Regions from separate parts of the Mus musculus genome. Here regions 2, 3 and 4 are each linked to region 1. The links are chromatin contacts, called in public HiChIP or PLAC-seq and promoter capture Hi-C maps. All regions are on one chromosome and are shown on one strand. Each heading gives the region's core, a stretch centred on a gene start, on an enhancer-like site or on the middle of the called end of the contact. The rest is flanking DNA. Distances are from core to core; before and after follow the strand shown.

Evidence for each region. Promoter capture Hi-C pulls out the DNA fragments that hold promoters and counts their contacts. HiChIP or PLAC-seq counts read pairs in DNA pulled down with a chosen protein or histone mark.
Region 2: a contact with region 1 is called in a promoter capture Hi-C map of hippocampal neurons, with 6 times the contacts expected there. The contact joins the promoter of D430019H16Rik here to the promoter of Dicer1 in region 1. A contact is called at or near these places in 2 of 39 promoter capture datasets (the C10 cell line and hippocampal neurons).
Region 3: an H3K27ac HiChIP or PLAC-seq map of large pre-B cells shows a contact between it and region 1, with 2.3 times the contacts expected there. The contact joins the promoter of Serpina3f here to the promoter of Dicer1 in region 1. A contact is called at or near these places in 1 of 39 promoter capture datasets (liver) and 1 of 115 datasets of contacts at active chromatin or transcription factors (large pre-B cells).
Region 4: an H3K4me3 HiChIP or PLAC-seq map of bone marrow-derived macrophages shows a contact between it and region 1, with 3 times the contacts expected there. The contact joins the promoter of Gskip here to the promoter of Dicer1 in region 1. A contact is called at or near these places in 4 of 39 promoter capture datasets (the 3T3-L1 cell line, cranial neural crest, liver and 1 more), 3 of 484 Hi-C or Micro-C datasets (B cells, the G1E-ER4 cell line and uterus) and 6 of 115 datasets of contacts at active chromatin or transcription factors (bone marrow-derived macrophages, extraembryonic endoderm stem cells, large pre-B cells and 3 more).

The regions. Positions count from the first base shown.
Region 1 is chr12:104,750,463-104,753,748 of GRCm38.p6, reverse strand. Dicer1 (dicer 1, ribonuclease type III) reads left to right here and starts at 1,797. Exons shown (of 27, transcript NM_148948.2): 1 at 1,797-2,001.
Region 2 is chr12:105,452,294-105,455,647 of GRCm38.p6, reverse strand. D430019H16Rik (RIKEN cDNA D430019H16 gene) reads right to left here and starts at 1,792. Exons shown (of 2, transcript NM_001252508.1): 1 at 1,498-1,792. The coding sequence starts at 1,524.
Region 3 is chr12:104,212,548-104,215,847 of GRCm38.p6, reverse strand. It overlaps Serpina3f (serine (or cysteine) peptidase inhibitor, clade A, member 3F), which reads right to left and starts at 1,304. Exons shown (of 6, transcript NM_001168294.1): 1 at 1,228-1,304; 2 at 502-713.
Region 4 is chr12:105,683,636-105,686,736 of GRCm38.p6, reverse strand. Gskip (GSK3B interacting protein) reads right to left here and starts at 1,385. Exons shown (of 3, transcript NM_178613.3): 1 at 1,279-1,385. The coding sequence starts at 1,292. It overlaps Atg2b (autophagy related 2B), which reads left to right and starts at 1,496. Exons shown (of 42, transcript NM_029654.4): 1 at 1,496-2,068. The coding sequence starts at 1,907.

The DNA.
Region 1 (3,286 bases), core at 548-3,047:
TTGAGTGAATCATGTGGGAGGAGTCTCTTCTGCAGCTGTGTTTCTGTTAGTTAATGTTCTTGAGAGCAGGACACTGTCCAACTGCATATGTAAACGTGAGCTTTTGTGGATATGGATATATATCATATATACATGCATATATATCACATATATGTATGATATGGTATATATCACATATACCATATACATTATATAGTACATATTAATTATATTATACATTGGATGGTACATATACATTATACATAATATCTAGCATGATACATATATATGATAGATATCATATATAATACATACATCATATACATGATACAAATATAGTATATATATCATATATGTATGTGCCAGGGCTTTGGCATGTAGCTCAGGCTGGCCTTGATCTGTGATTTTGCTATGGTAACCTCCTCCTCCTCATGCTGGGATAGTCCAAATCCATTTTTTTTTTTGAAAGACAGCCGAGGATGTGGTGCACGCCTTTAATCCCAGTGCTTGGGAGGCAGAGGCAGTTGGATCTTTATGAGTTCAAGGCCAATTTGGTGTACAGAGCAAGTTCCAGGACAGCCAGAGCTATACAGAGAAACATTGTGTCGAAAAACAAAACAAAACAAAACAAAACAAAACAAATGGACCATATTGCCTCCAAGTTAAAGGTAAAGAAATCAGAAACATCTGCTAATGGACAAGGAGTTAGTCTTTAAAAAAATATCTTTTTTTTTTCCCGAGACAGGGTTTCTCTGTGTAATAGCCCTGGCTGTCCTGGAATTCACTCTGTAGACCAAGCTGGTCTCGGACCCAGAAATCCGCCTGCCTCTACCTCCCAAGTGTTGGGATTAAAGGCGTGCCCCACCACGCCCGGCGTGGCACACACGTTTAAACCCAAAAATTGAGAGGCAGAGGCAGGCGGAGTTTGAGGACAGCCTGGTCTACATAGTGAGACCTACTTTCGAAATAACAGTAATAAAAAAATTGAAACAAATGACACTAGTATTTATTCAAATAAACAAATCACTTGCACTTATTAAAGATTAGCCTTAATTTGGAGAGGTAACAACCACTACGTGGGACTGTTGGACATAGTTCAGACGGACAGGTAAGCGCTTCCAGTGGCTGAGAGAAGCCCGGGGCTAGAAGCGTCCATCCCTCACCTGGAGTACCAGTCTATTCCGGAGTCTTTTTCCAAGATGCCTACACGGAGGTGGGGGAGGGTCCTACACTAAGATGGTTTTCTTTAAGTCGGTCTCTTTACTCCTCTGATCTCAGCAAGAAGACGCAGCAGAAAGCTCAGCCTTATAAAACCAAGTTTGCACGCCGCGGGCATTTTCTGGTTATTCAAGTTGGTTTTGAGGGCTGCCCAAAGAGATCAGTTCTTTGGACCAAAAGAGCGGTGCAGCGGGGCTTGCGGATGGGGGCGATGTGTGCCATCATCAGGAAGGGAAAGGAGCCGGGAGCTGGGACTGCGTAGCCCCAGCGGCGCGTTCAGGATTCCGGCCGGCCGGCAGGCTGGCTGACTGCGTTGCAGAGCTCGGTCTTCGCATTGGGCCTCCGACGCGGCCTCGGCCCGAGTCTGCTGTCTCCCGGCTTCTGAGTGGCTGGGGGGCCGGGGTTAACCTTTCACCTCCGCGCTCCGTCCAATCACAGGACGGCTTTCATGCGGCCGCGGGGCGAGCGAGCGAGGGGGCGCGGAGCGGCGGCGCGACGCCGGTGGGATTCTCCAAGCCGCTGTGCGCCGTCGCCGCGGGCCGAGCGCGGGCTGCGGGCGAGCAGGGCGCTGCGCAGTCTCCGCAGGCGCGGGCGGGAGGGGTCGGGGCGCGGCGCGGTGCGGCGCGGGCGGCTCCGGGCCCAGGTGAATGGAGTAACCTGACAGCGGGAACGAGACGACGGCGAGCGGCAGGAAATGGCGGCGGCGGCGGCGGCGCCGGGCGGCACCGGGAGGCCTGGGCTGTGACGCGCGCGCCGGAGCGGGGTCCGATGGTTCTGGAAGGCCCGCGGCGCCCAGTGCTGCAGGTGAGGCGGGCTCCCTGCTGGGCCGCTTTGTGTCCGGGCCCGGGGGACGGCGATGCCCGGCCCGCCTCTTGCGCGAGGCCCGCGCGGGCGCCGGGAGCAGGCCGCGACGCCGAGCCCGGGCAGAGAACTGTCCACGCGGGCCTCTCCGCACCCCCGCCTTAGGAGGAGCGGCCTTTGACAGGTCCCGTTCCGCGTTCGAAGCCCGGGAGAAGACAGGAGGTATCCACGCGGGCCGGCGTCTCGGGAGCGACCCGGGCCTGCCAAATGGCGCGGGACCCCTGGATGCCTCCGAGGATCTGGAGGGGGACAAGGCCTCAGCGAGGTGCGGGCTGGAGCCCTGGGAAGGACTGTTGTGTGTTTATTGGCAGGTGACCAAGGCTGGCCCTAGGGGGTGGGTGGCCCAGGCCATGTTTTGTGCCCCTCCCCTTTTAGGTCGTCTGGACCTTGCGAAGAAGGGTCTTTGCTTAAGGGGCTTTCGTTCAGCCAAATCTGTGTGCATCTCCAGCCAGCACACCAAATTGGTGTGGATTGCCTAGCAGAGATGAGCTGCCCTTGTGACTTTGCCTTCAGGACAGAGCCAGTGTCCTGAAGACTTGCCCAAATGGATGACTGGGAGTCTATGATCTGTAATAGTCCTTGCTTTTATGAGTAGACTTGTGATTAAAGGGTTAGTTACCGATATATGATGCCCTAAGTATTATGGTGATCAAGTGTTGAAAGACGTCATCGGGTGAAAGAGACTTACTTGGGAGTTCGCTCCTGAGTTTCTGAATCTTTGATTGTTAGTTTTCTGAGGAACCTCACTGTAAGTCAGTAGGAAAGGATGCAGTTCAAGAGTTAAGCAACTTGAGATATGTTTTTCAAACCTGTTGTAAAGTAGGATCGCTGAGTTGGAAATTCATTGGTATAAACATTTTAAGTTTTCTAGGCAAAAATTTTCATGGTAACCAAGGACCTGAAATGTAACCGAAAGGTGAATACTGGGTGAGGCTTGTAGCAAGCAGTAGTTTGGGTGTTTTTGGAAATATCTTTTTGATATCTTTGGGGACTGAGTTCTGGAATAATCTGTTTCACTTTTCAGGCTACCTGTGAAACATGCAGTGTGTAATATAAACAGTGCACAATATCATGACTGGAGTGTATTTTATAGAACTGTCAGCACCAAGGGCTGCTTTTAGTGATCAATGTAGTAGCCTAAGTTTGTGAATTTACACGTGGCTCCAAAAGATGACTCGGTTGGCTTTAACTGGGTGATAAAAGACCTTGCAACTGCATTAATAATGTA
Region 2 (3,354 bases), core at 543-3,042, 700 kb before region 1:
CTGAGTGCGTAATCAATGCCATCTGTTGGCAGGAACAAACTGACCAATTGAAATGTGAATTATAAAAAACAAAAACAAAAACAAACACAGCCACCACCACACAATCCAGACTCCAGCAAGCTCTGCCCACAGGTGCTGAAAAGCCCTGTTTATTTTGTCAGGTTGCCATAGCAACTGTGGATGCTCTAGCCAGCCCCAAGGTTAGTTAGTAATGATCAATTTATCCTGTAACCATGGGAACAGCAGCTTCTGTGGGATGCAGAGAGGGAGGCAGCCTCAGACATCCTGTGAGCTTTCTCTTTCTTCAGTTAGCACTCAGCTAAGCCCACCTACATCGAGAGTGGTAGTGACTGTTTTGCACATGATGGTATTTACACACGGGTTGAATATGATTAGCTGGGTCATGTTACAGGAGCTGTTAGAGCTCACAGCTTGCTTGCTTCAGAGCTAGCCCAAAGCCTGGGGTCCTGACTCCCCAGAGCCAACTTGGGGACTTTGGCTCCTTTGATGTTCCCGTTTGGGAACAACCCTCCATATCCAGTCTGGCTTTTGAAGTTACATCTTAAACAGACTTCCAACACACCGGCAAAAGTCTGGCGAAAGTGTGCCTTCGAACATCACTCCGGAAAACAAGCAGCAGTGTTGGGGGGGGGGGGGCAGGTCCTTGACAAGCACCCAGGAGACAGGATGTCGCCCCTATCACTCTGCTCCCAGCACAACCTCAGAAGGTGAAATATCATGGTTTGGGACTTGTGTCCGGCCAAATGTAGCCTTTACCCATGGTCGACTCTGGGTCTTCCCAGGGGCCACACACAATCCCAGAAAAGGGTGTGTGTCTTTGTTCTGGCTCAAGAGAACACCAAGGATCACAACTCAGGGGATTCTCCTGCAGCGGAGACCAGGCAGAGCGCCAAGAGGTCATTTGTCCGCCTGCCACGAGGAACCTGTTTTGTGTGGGGACGGATGGTGGTTCCCTGCTCAAACCCAGCACAAAGCAAAAATGCTTTTAAACCATGCATCTCTATCACAAAGCCCTGTCACACTGCCTTCCTGAGCGCTAGAGACTAAAGTCCCACCCACAGTGGAGAAGAAAGGGGGTGGGGGGTTCCCAGAGGACACCAACAAGTACCAGCGCCGAGCAAAACCAGAATGGGGAGAGCAGCTTCCCCTCTGCCAGTCCAGGGGCTCCAGAGCAAACAGCGGGTGGGGGTTGGGCAGGGAGGGGCCACTTCAACTGCCCAGGCTCCTCGGAACTGTCTTTCTCAGAAGTAGGGGTGCTCAGTGGAGACAGCCCTACTGCACCCCTCGATGTGCAAGGGGTATGGGCCACTCCATCCAGGACAGTCAAGCTCCCGAGTACGTACACCAGGTGGGGCTCCCCGGCTCGGGACAAAGGACCTGGCCACGGATGCAAGAGATGCACCCGGGAGGACAGCGAGGCTGGGGTCCTGCAAACTTGGAGACCCTAGGACGCGTGGGGGGAAGATTCCAGGTTACCTGAGCGGCCATAAAAGACAGATCCATGGTGTCACGGCTGGTGTGGCTGCTGCTGCTGCTGCTGCTGCTGCTGCTGCTGCCCCTGCTCCAGTCCTCGCTGTTGCTGCTGCTGTCGTCGCCGTCGCCGCTGCGAGTCCAGCCTCCCGCACAATTATCAGAGAGCGGGCGGAACCGCGAGCAGGTGCCCTCGGGCCCCGGCGACCGTGACCTCAGCAGCCCTGGCGTGGTGGCGAGTCTCCAGCCCTCTCAGCGCCCTGGCTGGCTCCAGGCTTCGGCTCCAGACGCCTCCAAGTGGGCGGGAGACCCCGGGCGCGGCGCCCCTCCACGTGACCACTCCCAACCACACCCCCGAGGGCGGGCCAAGCCAGACCCTTGATTTCTAGCAGTCCTCTCTCTACCCTGGCCAAATGGGGAAAGTGAGGTCTGAGGCGAGCCAGCTGGGGCGATGGGTGCCCTTCCCAGGGCACTTGACTCCAGCCCCAAAAGTGCTTTCCGGGAGTTGTTTGAGTAGATGTGTCTGGCTTTCGGTGGCAACCCTGCTCCTACACTTCTGAAGGCTTGGCTCTTGAACTGAGCAGAACAAAGCGGAAAGTCTAGCATTTTTGTATTGTGCGGTTTGGGTGAATTAGTGCTCGTTTGAATCTGAGTATCCTCGTTTGTAGAATGGGAGTAACGGAACCTAGGGATTATGTCTCCACAGGATGAGCTGTAGGAAGGCCCTTAGTGGAGACCATGGAGTGAATCGCATACATAACCTGCAAACAGTGCCTGTGGTTCAGTTACCAGAAAAGTAGCCCAAGTCACGGTTATCGATGCAGTGAAGGGAGCCACAGAGGTACCCAGAGGGGCCTGTTGCTCTCTGGGAGTGTGTGTGTCCATCCCTCCAGTCTCTTTCCCCCCTCCCCCTTCCTTTTCTCCTTCCCACCTCCTGCCCCGTGCTTCCGGTTTGTTTCCTTTCTTGCTTCCTGGGTCTCTAACTCTTCCAGGCTCAACTCTTCCTCGCTCCCTCACTCTGGCATCTATCACTTCTGCACCCTTCCAGGCCAAGCACTGGCCTTCAGTCTCAGTGCCCCCCGGAACCCCACTGGTTCCCACCGGGCTACAGCAGCGGGTCTTAACCGACATAATGTTGCAACCCTTCAATACAGTTCCTCATGCTGTGGTGATCCCTGAACATAAAATTATTTTCGTTGCTACTTCACGACTGTAATTTTGCTATTGTTATGGTTCGTAATGTAAATATCTGATATGCAGGATATCTGATATGCGATTCTTGTGAAAGGGTCATTTGACCCCAAAGGGGTCGTGATGCCAAGGTTGAGAACGACTGCTCTATGGCCTGGCAGTTCCTCAGCCCACCCAGAACCTTCACATCCACTGCACTTTCACCATGAAGCCATTCTTGCAGAGGTTTGTAGGTGTGTGTGTGTTTGTCTATGTGTTTATGTGTGCATATGTGTGAGTGCATATGTATGTATGTGTGCATTGTGTGTATGTGTGTGTGCATGTGTGGTGTACAACTTAAACAACAATGCCTCCTCCATGCAGTCACACAGAAAGAATAAATGGAGCTGGAGAAATGGCCCAGCCATGAAAGGCTCAGGCTCACAATTACACAGACTAAGCAATGGTCTTTAAGCCCTGAGGGCCATCTCTTCAAAGCTTTATTGCTTGCCCCGCTGCCCCAGCCGCCTGGAATCTAAGTGTTCATGGTCCCCGACTGGTCTGTTCCCATCTCTGTACTTCTGTCACTTCAAGAAAACTCTATAAATGGAACCATGACTAATAACCCTCTAGTTAGTGTCAATCAACCCAGCTACCTGGAGGTTCATCCAGGTTGTTATAGAGAACAATTTG
Region 3 (3,300 bases), core at 55-2,554, 540 kb after region 1:
GAGGAGTGGGGAACGGAGAGGACAATGGGACAGGAGAAGAAGGAATGTGGAAGTGGAAGGTAGATGGGCTGTATGATGGGAGGATGAGGGGACAGGATGAAGGAGCTAAGAGAAGATGGAGGGGATAAGAGACTGGGAGATGTTGGAGAAAGGAGAGCAGGGGAGGAAGGTGTTGGAGCTTTGCCTCATGTCCCCAGGGCACTGACATGTCTGCAGAGGAGCCAGGGTCTTCAGCCACCTTTACTGTTTGTCAAACTGAGGCAACCATTTCTTTGGAAAAGCATCGGATAGTACTTTATTTCAAGATTATCTCCACAGAACACAGGCTAGTCTGTTGGTGGAGCAGTAGAATTGAGTCAGCAGCTGAGTAGTTGTCTTATCTATATTATACCTGTCTTATCAAGAAACCACAAAAACCACTGAATTATCAACTAACCAGGGCCTTTAGTTCATCTCTGTTTATAGTGCTGAGAATGAAAAATGAAAATATCAGACACTTACTGCTCATTGTTTGGAAGCTGCTGTCTTTTCCTCCACTCTCATTTTCCTAGAGCTTGTTCTTCCCTTCTCTTCTTTAGTTTTTAAGATCTTGCCAATGGCTTTGACAGCTCAGTTCTGTTGTGGATGGTCCTGGTGCTGTTTGTATTTTAGTGCTAATTCTTCTCTTCCAAGAGGGGTCTTCTGGAAGGACTCAGGTGACTGCTGTAAACCTTCTAATGAATAAAGACACCAATCACTGGGCAAGTAGGTGGGATTTCCGGGTTCTTACTATATTATACCTGTCTAGGAGAGAGTGTGGCCCTGGTTTCCTTTCCATGGAATTTCCAAGGGAAGTGGTGTCCCTGAACATAAGGCCTCTGCAGTCTGATATGAGCATAGCAGTGGTTCTCAATCTGCTGAGGGACTCTGTAACAATACTGTCCCCTCCTGGCTTCTACATCAGCACCTGAATTAGCAAGGTCTCAGTATGGACCTGTGGAGGGTCAGAAGGTGCAGGCTCCATTTGCTTTCCAGGAGCATCGCTCATGGCACCTGCAGCTTCCATAGCCATAAAGACCCAGATAAGAGTGAAGATTTTCATGCACTGCAGAAATGTTCCTGGAGTCCAATCTACTGCCCCAGATAAAAATCCTCACCCCCCCCAAAACAAAACCTTAGGTCATAGACAATACCACAAACCCAGTGAAGACTCCTTCTGTTCACCAGAGAGAAAGTATCACGCCTTACCTGCAGAGCTGGAGCAAAGGCCAGTGTCTGTGGTAGCTGGCTCCTGGTGGGCAGGGCTGCTGCCTTCCTGGTCTGCTGTTCTCTCCACTGTTTGCTGAACTATTTATTTCCACCAAGGACTGGTCCCACATCTTAGGAAATGGTGATGTATACAAGCTGTGCTCTGGGTTCTGATGGGAAATGGGTGATTTCTAGGAAATAGAACTGATAGGTTTTAGCTTGCAAAATCATTTCCTGCTGGGCAATCCCCTAACTGTTATAAATAAACATGGTAGAGGGTGTCCTGGTGTGGTTTCTGCTTTTTTAATGTTGAAAGGAGACTGTGGGAGAGGGATGTGTAATGAAGGCAAAAAGACCGGGCACAAGCACAGACCACAAGTCCCCAGGAGAGTTAAAGCTAACACTTATCCTGGGCTTTGTAAGAGAAAACAATTCTATGTCCATGCTGGAGGCACACATTCTGCAATGCTGACAGGCTTTAGCCTGCTTCTATATAAGTGTCCTGTCATGCTAGAATGGGTACATAATAAACAGAGATGTGCTTTGCACTGCTTGGCTAACTGACTTCTGAAGGGCAGCTGCCTGTGTCTGACAGTGGAAGAAATCTGAAAAGAGTCTTTGTCTGCAGAGACTGACTGGCTAATGGGAATTTGAGTTCTCTAGAGAGATTGGAGCATGGCAGGTCCTGACAGAGGCTCATTATCACCTTATCTTGTGCTAAGTTCTACCTCTATGGAACACCCATGCATTGCCTGCCTGTGTGTCAGAACTGCCATCTGTGACAATAGGATCTATTAACTTAGCAACCAGCTAGCTGCACCCCAAGAGCTAAGCATGGCAGCAGATGATGCCTTGAGTCTAGAGAGCAGCTTTCCCCATGCTGATGCTGATGCAGCTGCCTCTCTCAGGTATCCGCCCATGTCTCCTAAACTTGCCCAGGTTTGTGACTTTCTTTCTTTTGTAAAGCTATAATGATTTTGTAGAGATGATTCCTCATTGGAACAAGGAATTTGAGTGATGAAAATCTGTGTTCTCTGACAATTGTCATGCAAACTGGCTTTAGAATGAAGTATCCCTTACTCTCTTTAGGATCATAGCTGTGGATTTTGTGTCAACAGTAGGGTGAGTTCTCAGCAGCATGTGTTCGGTTCATAGCTGCAGTCCCCCAAATGGAAGTGCAGGTCCTAACAGGGAGGATTCTTGATGCCTAAGGAAAGCCTCAAGTTGGCTCTACACACACCAGGAAAGAAGATGGTCTATGGTTTATTCCTGTTCGCCAGGAAGAACCTTAATATTCCCATAAATATCAGCGACTTCAGGCAAGGGACCTAGTTTCTATTCCATGCAGACAGCCTGAATCATCTCAAAGCACCCTATACTGCTGTCATATCAAATCTTTTTTCTTCTTTCAGATGTTGCTTCTTCTCTGTGCCTGCAGGCATGAAATGGGGGGGTGGGGGGAGGAGGGAGGAGTGGGGGGAGAGGTGGGACTGGGAGGAGAGGAGGAGGGAGAAAGGGAGAGCAGAAGGGAGAAGGGAGAGTGGAGGAGAGGGGAAAGGGGTGAGGGGAGAGTGTAGAGGGAGAGAGGAGAAGGTAGAGGGAGAGGGGAGAAGGTAGAGGGAGAGAGGGGAGGGAGAGGGGGAGGGGGGGAAGGTGGGGGAGGGGGAGTAAGAGGGCCTGCCAATTTTATTCCCAATAAGATCTTCTTCCTATCTACAGACTTTAGTTTAATGTCTTCACTGCCTCTTTGCTTACATTTGGTTGTGAAACCAGGGAAAGAACACTGGGCACTTTTCACACGGTCCTATCCACCCTAACTTAAGTGTCACTTTTGAGACTCCTGGGTGTTTCTGCTGAATTCTGCTGGCTCCAGTTATCCACCACATTCAACATCAAATTTTAGAGTTGGTCATTCCAGCTCTTTCCTTTCCACTGTGCAGGCTAGATTCATGTCAACTTGAAACAAAGTGTGGTCATCTGACAGGAAGGAATCTCAGTTGTCATTTGAACCTGTGTCTCAGTTTGCAGAGCATTTTCATACTGATTGATGGAGTGTGCTCAGCCAATTGTGCA
Region 4 (3,101 bases), core at 136-2,635, 930 kb before region 1:
AGGGCTTTCCTCCAGGCCAAACCACAGAATTTGGATTACTGCTCTGTCCTTCAGCACTGCCCTGGCTGTTTTCACCTTTGGTCTTCTAAGCCCAACATTCCACTATTAGCAACACTGTAGTTAGCAGTCTTAGGCCAGATTATGTAGCATTTCTTTTTATTTCACCCAGAGCAAAAGTTCCATCATTCCTTGCGATGGCTACACTCCTTCCTGTCTTCCCTCCTCAAATTCCTGGTACTTACCAAGCATTACGCATGTGGTAAGCCTTGCAGGTGGTGTTCTTATCTGAAAAATAACTCAGACGTTCATGTATCTTTCTACCTCCAAGTCTCCAACTAAAATATCATCTTTTAAAAATAAGAGGCCCTTTCTTACAAAGCACATAAAGACTCCGAATGGTGTGTGGTGGTGCAAGCCTGACATTTCAGCATTTGGGAGACCCTAATTTCTAGGGCAGTCTGGGCCACATAAGTTCAAAGTCAACCTCAACTACCTACCCAGTGAGAGACTGTCTCAAAACCCAATCCAACTAAACCAAAAGAACCCATTTTGAGGATGCCCCATTCACGGGCCAGAATTCCTTAATTCGGTCTCCTCAATCCAGGACTCGGTTTAGGTTCCTTCCCGGCACACGTCATTTCATTTGCCTCAATTTTCGAGTTTATGATATTAATCTGCTCACACCTGGCTGAGGTGGCAATGTAGGCTCAGAGAGGGTAGCATAGGTTCAAGGTGGCCCAGTGTCAAGTGTCAGGAATCTAACCCAGGACAGCAGACTTCCGGGCCTTTAGGGGCTGCCCTCCTAAGGAGCCAGCTGCGCCTCTTCACAGACTGTCTCCCTAAAAGATAAAAATCGGGCTGCGCAGAGCCTGCGGAGAGCACAAAGTCTTCCAGGAGGCAGCAGCCCCTCAGCGGGTCGGGAAGCGCCAGGATTTAACAGAGGAAACCGTACTGCCCGCAATCGCCCCGATCCCAAGTTTCCTGGTCGTCGGCGTGGCGCTCTGCAAACGGCAAACTACTAGATGCTTTGCAAACAAAGCCGGCAAGGGGGTGGGGGGGGGGGCAACCTGATGACAATAGGCATCGGTCAGAACCCGGACAGAAACGCCGGGTCTCCAGTCCTCGCCCTGCATCCCCGCATCACTTCCCGCAGGACAGCCCAGGCCGGACCCGCCCCCAGACCTCCGTCAGCCCTAGTCCGGGCGTCCGCCGGCGCCCACCACCCGGCCGCGACTGCAAGGTGAGGCTCCACGGGCCGCAGCCAGCCCGCCCACTCACCTGCGAGCGCCCATGTTCTTATCCTTCCTCGTCCGGAGACTGCTGGGGCCAGGATCGCGGCGCCGGCACCACCCCCGCCCCCGCAGTTGCCCCGCCCATTCACCACCGGAAATGCTCCGGCCCGGACTCTTTTTTTCCTGCCTTTCCAGCCCCGCAATATGGCGTCACTTCCGCTTGTGCCCGTTGCTCGAGTACGTGCCGGGAGTCTGGGTCTCGCGAACGCGCCAGGAGCGTGTCTCAGGCGGGAGCGCGCCCAGTAGATGACAACAAATTAGTCGCGCCGCGTCGGAGTCTTGTCTCGCCTCAGCCGCCAGCCCTCTCTGTCTGTCCCTCTGTCTCCCTACCGACGGAGCGCTTCGGAAGCTCCCGGCTTGGGGCGCCCGGTTCTGCTCAGCGCCCAGTCCCCGCCGGGCCTAGTGCGAGCGTCGCGACGCGGGCCATGGGGTTGCCCTGAGGGACGGCGGCGCCGAACCGACATGCAGCGGCCACCGCGAACCTAGATCCCCACCGCGGCTTGGGGACGCCGCCGGGCCGACCCTGAGGCGCTGCCGCTGCCTGGAGCCCAGGTCGGATCCCCCGAGTCGCCGCCGCGTGCAGCCCCGGCTCCCTCGAGCCGCCAGCCCTCACCATGCCTTGGCCATTTTCAGAATCCATCAAGAAGAGGGCCTGTCGCTACCTCCTACAGAGGTACCTGGGCCACTTCCTGCAGGAGAAGCTGAGCCTGGAGCAGCTGAGCCTGGATCTGTACCAGGGCACCGGGTCCCTTGCCCAGGTCCCCTTGGACAAATGGGTAAGCTGCTGTCAGCCAGCAGGGGTAGGAACTGGCTCTCCCCAGGGCGAGACCTGAGCGACTGTCATCCAGCATCGGGCACGTTCGGTTCTCCTTTGGGAATTGTTTAGATTCAAGTGTGGCCCGGCTCAGGGAAGTGTGTAAAGTGTAGCAAGTTTGCGCTCCTAGATCACGTGCTCCGGCTTAAACGGTGTAATGGAGGCACACACGGGGCGAAACAATCGAGTCATTGGTTGGGGGGGGGGGGGGGCGCTTGTGAGGCAGGCCCAGGAAAGTACGTGGCCACCCTTGCCTCTTGGGCTGCGAGTGTCTGCGGTGTTCCTAGGCAAACAAACCCTATTTCTGTGGATGACGTTAAGAAAAATTAAAGATGAAGAGGAGGTGACAGAAATCCCCAGTTATTTATTTTGGTCTGGATGCTGGTATATTTGCGTTTGCTGGGTTGGTTGTCTTCATTCACTGAAAGAAAGTTAGGCGAAGGCCCCTCTTGCCAGTTTGCCTGCTCTGCTTGCGTGAGGTTGTGAATGGCCCCAGTAGTGCTGTTTAGATTTGCCCTTTTGCTTCACGTGATAGATCGACAGGTCGTAAACGCAAATGTTGCAAAAGCTCGGGAGCCGAAGCCGCAGCGTCAGCCTTTTTTTAAAGAACCTGTTTCCTCCTAGAGGCTGTGAGTTGACTTCACCTGAACTTTGAGTATATTCAGTTCGCCAGAAGCAGTTGTATTTGCATCAGTGGGCTAAAATGCCTACTATTTTACTTAAGGCCTTGGGTTTGTCGAGTCTACTCTTTTTTCGAAAAGCTTAAATTATGGAAATTCCTTGACAACTTGTATTAAGAGGTATGACACAAGGTAATTGTAACGAAACTAGGTGACTTAAACCAGAGAGCACACACAAGTTAGTTTAGACAGCTCTAGTTTGAGTAACAGAAAGACCTGCCTTATACCAAAATAGTCCTAGGCTTTCACAGTCTGCCGAAAGACAGGTATAGTAGTTAACCCAAGTTCAGTTATCATAAAAGGACAGTAGAGTCC